Regions from separate parts of the Pan troglodytes genome. Here all the other regions are linked to region 2. The links are chromatin contacts, called in public HiChIP or PLAC-seq maps. All regions are on one chromosome and are shown on one strand. The core of a region is the stretch at or near the end of the contact, and the rest is flanking DNA. Distances in the headings are between cores, read along the strand shown. Region 1 holds the start of NGDN (neuroguidin). Region 2 holds the start of LOC452797 (polyadenylate-binding protein 2). Region 3 holds the start of THTPA (thiamine triphosphatase).

What was found. HiChIP or PLAC-seq counts read pairs in DNA pulled down with a chosen protein or histone mark.
Region 1: an H3K4me3 HiChIP or PLAC-seq map of stem cell-derived excitatory neurons shows a contact between it and region 2, with 8 times the contacts expected there. The contact joins the promoter of NGDN here to the promoter of LOC452797 in region 2. A contact is called at or near these places in 2 of 7 Hi-C or Micro-C datasets (induced pluripotent stem cells and stem cell-derived neural progenitor cells), 1 of 1 datasets of contacts at active chromatin or transcription factors (stem cell-derived excitatory neurons) and 1 of 1 other capture datasets (stem cell-derived neural stem cells).
Region 3: an H3K4me3 HiChIP or PLAC-seq map of stem cell-derived excitatory neurons shows a contact between it and region 2, with 4 times the contacts expected there. The contact joins the promoter of THTPA here to the promoter of LOC452797 in region 2. A contact is called at or near these places in 2 of 7 Hi-C or Micro-C datasets (induced pluripotent stem cells and stem cell-derived neural progenitor cells), 1 of 1 datasets of contacts at active chromatin or transcription factors (stem cell-derived excitatory neurons) and 1 of 1 other capture datasets (stem cell-derived neural stem cells).

The regions. Positions count from the first base shown.
Region 1 is chr15:21,838,903-21,842,251 of NHGRI_mPanTro3-v2.0_pri, reverse strand. NGDN (neuroguidin) reads right to left here and starts at 2,057. Exons shown (of 11, transcript XM_001163084.8): 1 at 1,517-2,057; 2 at 1,143-1,202; 3 at 265-336. The coding sequence starts at 1,528.
Region 2 is chr15:21,690,412-21,693,669 of NHGRI_mPanTro3-v2.0_pri, reverse strand. It overlaps LOC452797 (polyadenylate-binding protein 2), which reads right to left and starts at 1,947. Exons shown (of 7, transcript XM_001162168.6): 1 at 194-1,947. The coding sequence starts at 544.
Region 3 is chr15:21,926,237-21,929,897 of NHGRI_mPanTro3-v2.0_pri, reverse strand. It overlaps THTPA (thiamine triphosphatase), which reads right to left and starts at 1,851. Exons shown (of 3, transcript XM_063792807.1): 1 at 1,504-1,851; 2 at 543-1,362. The coding sequence starts at 1,089.

The DNA.
Region 1 (3,349 bases), core at 808-3,307, 150 kb before region 2:
CTGTCCTGAATCCCTCTGCTCTTCTGGCAGTTAATTAATCACTCTCTTTGGCTGGAGACTCATAACTCTGTAATGTGACTGCTACTATTAATACTTACATCTATTGCTTTGCTTCTTCTTCCCTCTAGACTTCTGCACAGAAACTGGATCATATTTATGTTTGAAGCTCGAGCACTTAGGATATATAAGACACAATACACATACAATGAAAGAACTACTGAGAACATTAAGTCAGGGGATGCTTACTGTTTGAGTACATCTTACCTTTTCTGTAGGATAGGCACCAGCTTGAACTTTTTGTGTCAGTGATTTCACTTGTGCAGTTACAGCCATCACCTGAAATTAGCCCAAATAAAACAAGTGACTAGACTATATCAAATCATGTCTGCAAACTGTGAAGAGCAAAAGCTAAACAATGCCACCTAAAAATTATCTGAAACACTGTCTAAAGTATAGTACTATCTTCTCACTTCTGGGAAAGCATCGGAGAGACGGTTCTTCAAAAAGTTTAAAAAAAAAAAAAACTTTCCACTTCTTAAAGAAGAGACCATCTTTTACTGAACCACAGGGAGGAGAAAAGGACTGAGAGAGTAGTGACTGAAGGACTGTAATTTTGTTTGTACTAGTTGAACTTACAATGCATAGAACTACACAACTCCCCGACTTATGACTTAATTTCCACTTTACGAGGGTGTAAAAGGAATATGCATTCGGTAGAAACCGTCCTTTTCTCGTGATGCTGGGCAGCGGCATCAAGCCTAAATTTCGACTTATGAGGTTTTCGAATTACAATGGGTTTATCAAGCCATAACCTCCATCGTTAAGTCGAGAAGCATCCGTATATAAGTGTATATTACCTGGGCACCCAAAGGGCAAGTCATGTTACCATTCCAAGCACTGGTTTCCTTAGCTATATGAATAAAGGAAAACTATTCAGATAATTTCTTTTTGGAGTTTCTTGTATTCCCTTGGGTGCAGAATCAATTACTTAGAATTCTGGCGTGAAAAGGTTTTGATTACATCATTTTACTCTTAAGATTTTTGGAAGCATTCACGTATCTCAATCACCAAAGTTTTGAGGTGAAGCACACAAACTCAAAGCCAATCCGTGACTAATTTATTCCAGAGGCGACACTACTCACTTGCTCCTGGAGATTTTTCAGAAGTGTCACGGCACTTGGCAGGTCTGACTCCAGCACCCCCTACAGAAGGGAGAGGAGGCGTAAAGAAAAGTCATTCTTTCCTCAGGATTATAAGAAAGCGGAAAGTCTAGAGTGGGAAACTGCCCTCTCTCCGTCAGACACCCAGACTCGGGGCCTTCACACTCGGGTTCACAGACTCGCCTTAAAGCCAGCCCCTTGGGTTACTGGACAGGAACGGTAACTCTAGGGAGGCCGCCTTCCTGAAGCAACTTTCATCACCACCCTTCCCTGGTACCAACAGTTTGCCTCCAGCCGCTGAAGGCAAAGGAAAACTCCACAATAGCTACGCGAGGGAGAAACCACACCAAACTCACCAGCGCCGCCATCTTCGCAAAGCCCACCCCTTCCGGTTTCGTACTTCCTGAGCTCTAAGGGCGTCTTGATAGATTTGATAGACAACTGCCGCTTGCAAATCTAAGCCAATACGAATAAGGGCTCTCTCACTTCCGCCCCCAACAGGATAAACGAGAGGAGGAGTCTGATCTGGCCAATGGAATAAAGGAACTGGCTAAATTCGTCAGACTCAGAAAGAGACGTCAGGACGAAAAAAAAAGCACTTGGCAAGGAGCGTGTGATTGGTAGACTGAGTAAAATGATTGACGGCAAGCCAATAAGAGACAGGCAAATAATTGATTGACAGTTGGAAGGACCAATAGAAAAAAGGAATTAGCAGAGCGAACTTAGCGCGTATTGGCTCCCGTCTGCCGCAGCACCCAGAGTCTTTTTTCACGGCACTTTTCTTGTAGTGCCTGAACCGGCCGCTAGGTGATGGGCCTCGGCTTTGCTTTGCGGTGTCGACATTGCAGAGCCGCCATTGCTGGCTGCTCATCCAACAGCCACCGCGCCAAATGCCTCACAGACCCGGTGGCCCTGGAATCGATTCTGTAACAGTACTCCTTGTGTGACCGTGGACAAGTCACTCGGTCTCTGAGCCTTCTTCATCTGTAAATAAGAGAGCGAGGCTAGAGAAGCCCAGAGCCAGAGTTTAGAAACCGAGTGCGAGGACACCTGCCCTCTTGGTGTGCACTGTGGAGCGCTGAGAAACGGCTCCAATAACGCCCCGACACTCTTCGCTCCTACCAGTTTGGGGACATGAAAAGAATACGTTTTACAAGTTGGGGAACCGTTCATATTTACATGACTGACCGCGGTCACACAGGTCTTCAGCAGAACTTGGTTCAAACTCTGGCAGTGCATGTTTCAGTATAACCTGCCTCATCATTACCCAGTGCTTTCAGATGTGTTCTCTCACTCTGGTTTTTCACAAGCTGGTGAAGTAGGTTGGACGGATACTCATTGTTCCCATCCCATGCCTTAGGAAATAAAGCACCGAAAGGGTGAATGATAGTGTATAATTTTTTGTTCACAACTCGTCCAACAGAGCTGGGTCTAGAGATCAGATCTTACCGACTTGAAGCTGTCTTTTGGAATTAAGAATAACACCTGTATCTGGGCAGGTGGGGTACGGAAATCCTGGTATCTAGATCTTGCTGGATTCAAGAAGGCAGGAGGGTGTTCAGTCCCCACTCCTCTAACATTTATTTGCTGCTTCAGGCCCACCGTGGAAGCTCAGGACGCTGTTGCAGCATACTTAGTCAATTATCCAGTAGCTTTTGTAATGTTTTGTTAAGATTTGTATTATGAAAAGTTTCTATTTCTACATAAATTTTCGGACCTGTCTAATTAGATCAGCAATAAACTTTTCCTTTTCGGGGAATTTGAAATTTAGTTTGTTCATATGCTTTATGATAGCAATGAGAAAACAAATTGCACTGCCATATTTTGGGTTTTTTTGAGACCACGTCTCACTCTGTCGCCCAAGCTGGAGTGCAGTGGCGTGATCTCGGCTCACTGCAACCTCCGCCTCCCGGGTTCAAGCGATTCTCCTGTCTCGCCCTCCCGAGTAGCTGGGACTACAGGCACTTGCCACCACACCCGGCTGATTTTTTTTTTTTTTTTTTTTTTTTTTTTTTTTTTAGTAGAGACAGGGTTTCACCATGTTAGCTAGGATGGTCTCGATCTCCTGACCTCGTGATCTGCCCGCCTCAGCCTCCCAAAGTGCTGGGATTACAGGCGTAAGCCACCGCGCCCGGCCTTTTTTTTTTTTTTTTTTTTTTTTTTTTTGAGCGGAGTCTCATACTGTTGCC
Region 2 (3,258 bases), core at 698-3,197:
CCCGTGACGCCCGAATCAAGCCAGTCGGGCCCCTTGTAGTGATCGCTGACCCATCCCCGGCCCGACCCGGCCCCAGCCACGTTATTCCCCGCCCAACCCCACCCCCCGCCTGCCACCCGCTCGCCCGAGCTCTGGGCCTCCAGTGACCCGGCCGGCCAGCCGCCGGCCTGCTCGCTCGCCCTCCTTCCCTCACCGGGTCCTCAATGGCGCCGTCCCCCGGGTCACCCTCGACCAGTCCCGGCTCCTCCTCCTCCTCTTGGCTGCCGGGGGCTCCCGAACCAGGCCCAGGGCCCGGAGCTCCCGGGGGGGCGCGGGGCCGGGGCGGCTCCTCTTCGGGCTCGGGCTCCGGCTCGGGCTCCAGCAGCAGCTCCTCAGGCTCCAGTTCCTCAGACTCCAGGCCGTTCCCGTAGTCCCCTGCGCCCCCCGGGGCCCCCTCCCCGGCCTCCCCACCGGCCCCGGGCACAAGATGGCGCCGCCGCCCCGGCCCGGAGCCCCGACCGCCCGCAGCCCCCGCTGCTGCTGCCGCCGCCGCCGCCGCCGCCATCGCCGCTCAGACTGGGGCCCGCCGCCCGGCGATTGGAGAGCTGCACCGGCCACGCCGAGGACTCATTAGTCAAGCTGCCTGCCCGTCACCACGAGCTAGTACTCCATTGGGGAATATTACTTGGCAATCAAATAAGACCCCACCTCTAAGGCGGGGTACTGCGCCAAATTCTCAAATCCCGGTAGGGGAAATCTGCCTGTCAATCAACACGCGTCCCACCTCCTATCGAGTCCTTAGGTAATAATACCGCCATGCTCTGACGATATTCCTGCTTCTCCCCGGCCTACGGGCGGGCCCGCGAAGTATGGAACGCTCCGTGATTGGCCCTAGCTAGGCGACTGGAAAGGACCAATCTTCCGATCGCCTCACCGCAGTGGCCCAGTCTCAGATGCCGATTGGCTTGCGAGAGTCGAAGGGGTGACACTCGTTTCGTGACAGGTGAACCTTGCCCCCGAAAGGACTGCCGGGCTTCAAACTTGGGAAACCCGAGGTCACATGACTAGCCAGTCCTTAGGGGGCCGCCATCTTGATACTACTGCTTGCCAGCTAGTGAGCTGTTGGCCGGGTGAGGCCCAAAACAGAGCAGCAGTTTCAGGAAACTTGTATCTTGACCAGGAAGCACCAGTAGATGGGATGTTGCTGAAAATGGAGGTTGTGAATGAAGCATTCCAGGAGGGAGCTTACTTTCCCCATCCAGGTTATTGGCACCATCATCCACTAGCTCTCCCGCACCAGAAAGCAGGGAGGATTCCTCAGTCCAGAGCTACTAGTCACAAGTCCTGTCTGTCCCGCCCTCTTGCGTAGGCCTTCTGCTCCCCAGTTCCATTTTCTTCTCTTTCCTGGACAGCTTCCAATGTCACCCCTCCAATCTGCACCGCTAACAGACTGGCCCCCCTTTGCTGGCGAGGTAAAGTCTCAAAACCGTAAATCACGGCCTTCGACACCCCAGCATGTGGTTACTTTGTGGATGTTGTTTCCTTCCACTCTTCTCGTTCCTTTGGGTGTACCTGCACCCAGTCTGTGCCTCTAACATGTAGTCCCCCTTCAATCAAACCACTGCAAACCCCAGCTTCCCCTCATTTCCCAGGACAAGTGGGCCTATCTCCACGGCACGCTTAATTGTTTTGCTGTTTCCTAACTAGGTTGTGAGCGCCTGCAGATGAGGGGCCGGTTCCTATTTATATTCGCATCTCCACGGCCTGGCAATATGCCTACCACATAATGTCCTGTTAGATGTTTGTTGATTGAACAGGCATTGATTGGGGATTTGGGTGCTACCCTTCATTTAAGCCCTCAAGCCCCCAAGATCCCAGAGGAATTTCTCCTGGCAGGTTCCCACTACACCCCTGCACCCGAAGTACCAATGAGACCTAGCCCTGAAAGGCAGGATTGCCACATTTTGGTAGCAGTCCTACACATTTATTTAAAAGAAAGGAATGGCAGTGTAAGTTTGCAAGAGAAATTTTTGTGGACACACTAACCTACAGTTCGAAAGATACATATAGCCCAACCAAAAAGTTAAACAAACATGGTTGGCCGAGGGATTTGGACAAGAGAAGATCCTCATTAGCAAACCAAAAAATCAAAAGTGACTCATTATACCCCACTATTCCCCTCACCCTCACTTTTTCTCACAATTCCTTACCTCAAGATCTGGGGAACTTGCAGCAGAGTCACAGTCGCTTAAAATTTCACTGCAAATTACTTCCATCAGCCATCTCAGCTTCAGTGATCTGGGATAACTAAAGTTGAGCACCGAAGACAAGCTCTAAATGATTGAATACCCTGGAAGAAAGGTCTTTTATACTAATCTTAACCTAATCAAGATTTGTTAATCTTATTGGTACCCAATTTAATCAAGCCAACAAAAGGAAATGTGATTTTTAAAAATGGCTTTGAATCCTATTTTTGTTGAGCGTTTGATTTTGTAATAAGCACCACTCCTTATTATTTCATTGGACTCTCACAACAACCCCATGGGGAAAGTATTTCCAAAACCATAACCTTTTTTAGGGAAAAAGAAAAAGGCTTAATGAAATGAAGAAACTTGCCTAAGTCATTGGACTAATTAGAAGTGTGCAGGGCTGGCTGGGCGTGGTGGCTCACACCTGTTATCCCAGCTCTTTGGGAGGCTGTGGCGGGAGGATCACCTGAACCCAGGAGTTTCAGACCAGCCTGGCCAACATGGTGAAACCCCATCTCTACTAAAAATACAAAAATTAGCTGGGCATGGTGGTACATGCCTGTAAACCCAGCTGCTCAGGAGGCTGAGGCAGGAGAATCGCCTGGGCAACAGCAAGACTCTGTCTCAAAGGAAAAAATAAAAATTATATATATATTATACATAATATATATTATGTAATATATATAATAATGTGCAGGGAATTCAAAGCCAGCTTTCAAAGCTCAGATCACTACTACTATAAGGCCTGCTTTAATACATAAAAATTATGTGTGAAAAATGGCAAGACTAAATTCCAACAATAAACAAAAGTTTAAGCAAACTATAATTATATCCAAAAAAAATTATTATGCATCTCTTAAAAGGGTTACATAGTATGACAAACATGCGAAAATAATTTTGTTAAGCCAAAGAAGAATGTAAAATTGTACATAATATATAATTACAACTATATCTGATTTTTTTTAAAAACTTAGGCATGGGAGGAAAAAAGGAGCAAGAACCAGTACAATCTTTCTATTCTTTGGCAGTA
Region 3 (3,661 bases), core at 602-3,101, 240 kb before region 2:
CTGGGTCTGAGCCTCCCAGAGGGCAGCTTTTGTAAAAAGGCTTACTTTTTACTCCTTGTGGAGGAGTGGTGACTGAAGAAGAAGAAAAAAAAGAGATTGGGGGAAGGAAGAGTCAAAGCAGGGAACTGAGAAATGAAACTGAAGGAGATCTGGCTATAGGTATGAGAACTAAATGAGGCAGGTTGGCTGGAATTAGACACGTGGAAGGACTAGATCCAAATTAGCTACTGTTAAAGAGAAAACGAGATTTCACAGAACTGTAAGCAAACTTAGAAAATTGCTAAAACAATTCCCATTACAAAAATAATCCAGGCCAGGCACAGAGGCTCACACCTGTAATCCCAGCACTTTGGAAGGCTGAGGCAGGCAAATTGCTTGAGTCCAGGAGTTCCAGACCAGCCTGGGCAACACGGCAAAACCTCGTCTCTATTAAAAAAAATTTTTTTAATCCGGAGGCCCTCCCCCACTACATGGTCCAGCGGGTGCCTCCAAAAGAGAAAAGTGGGGAGCAGGAAAAGCACAAAAGGGCCTGTCACCCTCACCAAGCATGCTGCTGAGCCTGTGGATCTTCTCTAGGGCAGTTGGTACTTCAGCCTCCTCATGCACCAGGGCCTCTACCTCACCCACAACATAGCCAAAGTCGGCTGTATCCAAGTCCACCCTGAGCTGTGGCTCCTCTTCATCAGCTTCCAAGAGCACCAGCTTCCAGGCACTCCGCTTAGTCACAAAACTAGCTACTTCCTGCAGCCCCAGTGGGCCCAGCACAGCAGCCACATCTCCAGCCCCCAGGCCGTCAGCCCCCAGCACCTTACAGAGTTGGGCCACAATTGTAGGTTCCGCTGTGAGTTCCTTATACTCCGTGTGGGGTCCTAAGACACCTGCTGCTCCAGGACATTTGAGCTCCCATCCACTATCCTCTCGTCGTCGCAGCCAGTGGTCAGCCTGCATGAGGCTCAGCTCAGAGGTGTCATAGTAGGTGTCTCGGAAGGTGACCCGGTACTCCAGGGTGCCCCCCAACTCCTGCAGCCGCTCCTCTGTGCCAGGCCCTGGAAGGAACTTTCGCTCCACCTCAATCAAGCCCTGGGCCATGCTACCTGCAATTGGCTGAACAAACGTTTGCTGAGTTCCCAAGGATGCAAAGCCTGGTGCTCAGCTCCTGGGGCGTCAACTCAGTACAGACCCCCTCCCTGGAAGAACTTATGAGGGGCACACTGTGTCGCAATAGTCTCTAGGGCTACTGCCCTTTTCTCTCTACCTCGGTGACATTAAGGCCCCGTCGGTGATATTTTAAGGCTCTGACAGTGACAGGTCTCCAGTAAAATCCCTTCCACTGCTGCTGATGTCCTCAATCCAAAGAGACCCCTAGAAAGCAGGCCGGGTAGCGGGTGTCCTTTCAACGCCCCCCTCTCTACACCTTGCCACCCCAGGAGGCTAGTGGCTCACGACCCGGGAGGACCTGCCCTTTCCTGCTACACTACCGGCCAGCGGAACCTCAGGTCTCACCTCAAAGCCCGAGAGTCTCCTCGCGGGACCCACAGAGGGGGAAGAGAGCCCACGCCATACACTCGCGAGGAATGCCGGGAGCAGTTCCGGATCCCGGACCTCGGCCCGACCCTCCGCGCGCCCGGCAGGTCCCGGCACCAGCGGCCATATTACGCCCGTTGTGGCGGTGCCGAGAGCAGGCCGGGGCTCGAGACACGCGCTATGTAATGGGAGGCCGCGACCCCCGCGGTGGCCAGGGGAGCGAGGCCGCCCCTTGCACTCTTCTCCTCATTGTCGGCCCCTCACGGCTCCCGGGGGCTGGTACAGGTCTCATGCCTGAGACTGAGCCAGGCACCCCGAGGCGCGGATGCATGATGGGAGATGTAGTTCCAAAGGGAGACTTTGCCCTCTCGCCCCGCCCGTCGCTATGGTGACAGGAAAGCTGCACTTGGTGCCTGCGGTACTCTACCTAAAGCTGAACTGGGGCTACAAGGCGGCGGGGAGAGTCGGGTGCAAGGAGCTCAAGCCCCAGTCCCATCTCCAACACCCCCCTTCGCACCCCCAACGCAGGCAGATGGGCCTGGAATACAAGCCATTCACACCGTCCAACAGATATCTGCTATAGCAGCCAGCTAAGCGCAGGCCAGTGGCAATGGTGGCGAGGGGGGTTGGGGTGGGGGGGAGGGAAGGGGGCGGGGGCAGCGCGTAATAAAGTCCAGTTTAGCTACTCTGGAGTTTTAGAGGGGATCTAATACCTCCTGGCGTGAACGTTGAGGGTAAGAGTGGGTGAGAAACTTTCTGTCAGAGAATAAAGTGGTATTTTGGCCAGGAACTAAAGATATGATGGTATTTCAACAGTTGGAGACCTAGATGGAGACAGGAGTAGCCTAAGCAAAGGCCCAGAAACTGGAGAACACCTGGGTGGTACGTAAGGAGAAGACGAGGCTAGAAATGCAGTTGAGGGAAAAGCCTTGAGTGCTAGACTGAGGAGTTTGTCAGAGTTTCCAGCGGTCCCTAAGCAGTTTTTGTCAGGTGTAGAACTACTTATGTTCATTTAGAATACAGAAAGGCCGGTGCGGTTGCTCACACCTGCAATCCCAGCACTTTGGGAAGCCGAGGCAGGTGAATCACCTGAGGTCAGGAGTTCGAGACCAGCCTGGCCAACATGGAGAAACCCCCCCGTCTCTACTAAAAATGCAAAAATGAGCCGGGCATGGTGGCGCGTGCTTGTGTTCCCAGCTACTCCAGAGGCTGAGGCATGAGAATTGCTTGAACCTGGGAGGCAGAGGTTGCAGTGAGTTGAGATGGCGCCACTGCACTCCAGCCTGGGCGACAGAACGAGACTCCATCTGTCCCCAAAAAAATAAAATTCAGGAAAACATGGGGGTTGGCCCTTTGAATGCTTTGGGAGACAAAATATTAATAGAGACGATTCCTTCTTACTCCCTCTGAGGACTATGGTTATCTGGAGACTCTAACTATATGTCTGACCTTACATGTGAGGAAGCTCCCTGAGGAACCGTGGCTCTTAACTCCTGGACTCCTTCCTATGATGGGTGAGAAGTGCCATGTTCTCAACACCTGCCCTCTCACCAGTATGTTTCTGGAAATACATGACCAGTGAGAGGTATTATAGGGAGAAGGACACTTTTTTAAAGACATGGCATTTTGGCCAGGTGTGTTGACTCACACTTGTAATCCTAGCACTTTGGGAGGTCGAGGCAGGAGGATCACTTGAGGCCAGGAGTTTGAGACCAGCCTGGGCAACATAGGAAGACCCTGTTTCTACAAAAAAAAAAAAAAATTTGTTAATTAGCCTGGTGTGGTAGTGCATGCCTGTGGTCCCACCTGCTCAGGAGGTTGAGGCAGCGGGATAGCTTGAGCCCAGGAGGTCAAGGGCAGTGAGCTACGATCCTGCTACTGCCTGCGCTCCAGCCTCGGCAACAGAGCAAGACCCTGTGTATAAATAAATAAACAAATGGCATCTTGAACTTGGAGTAGCTTGGGTCAACCTCTGTCCCCACTCCATGTTAAGCACTGTTGGTTAGGGAGAGAAGCAACCCCAGCTCCTAAAGCCTGCTTTTCATCCATCTTTTGCTTTCAGGTTTTGTTAACCTGGGATGAAGACCTAATTTTTCCTTATGTTATAAGGTCCAATCCAGTGGGGCAAAAGGAGCAG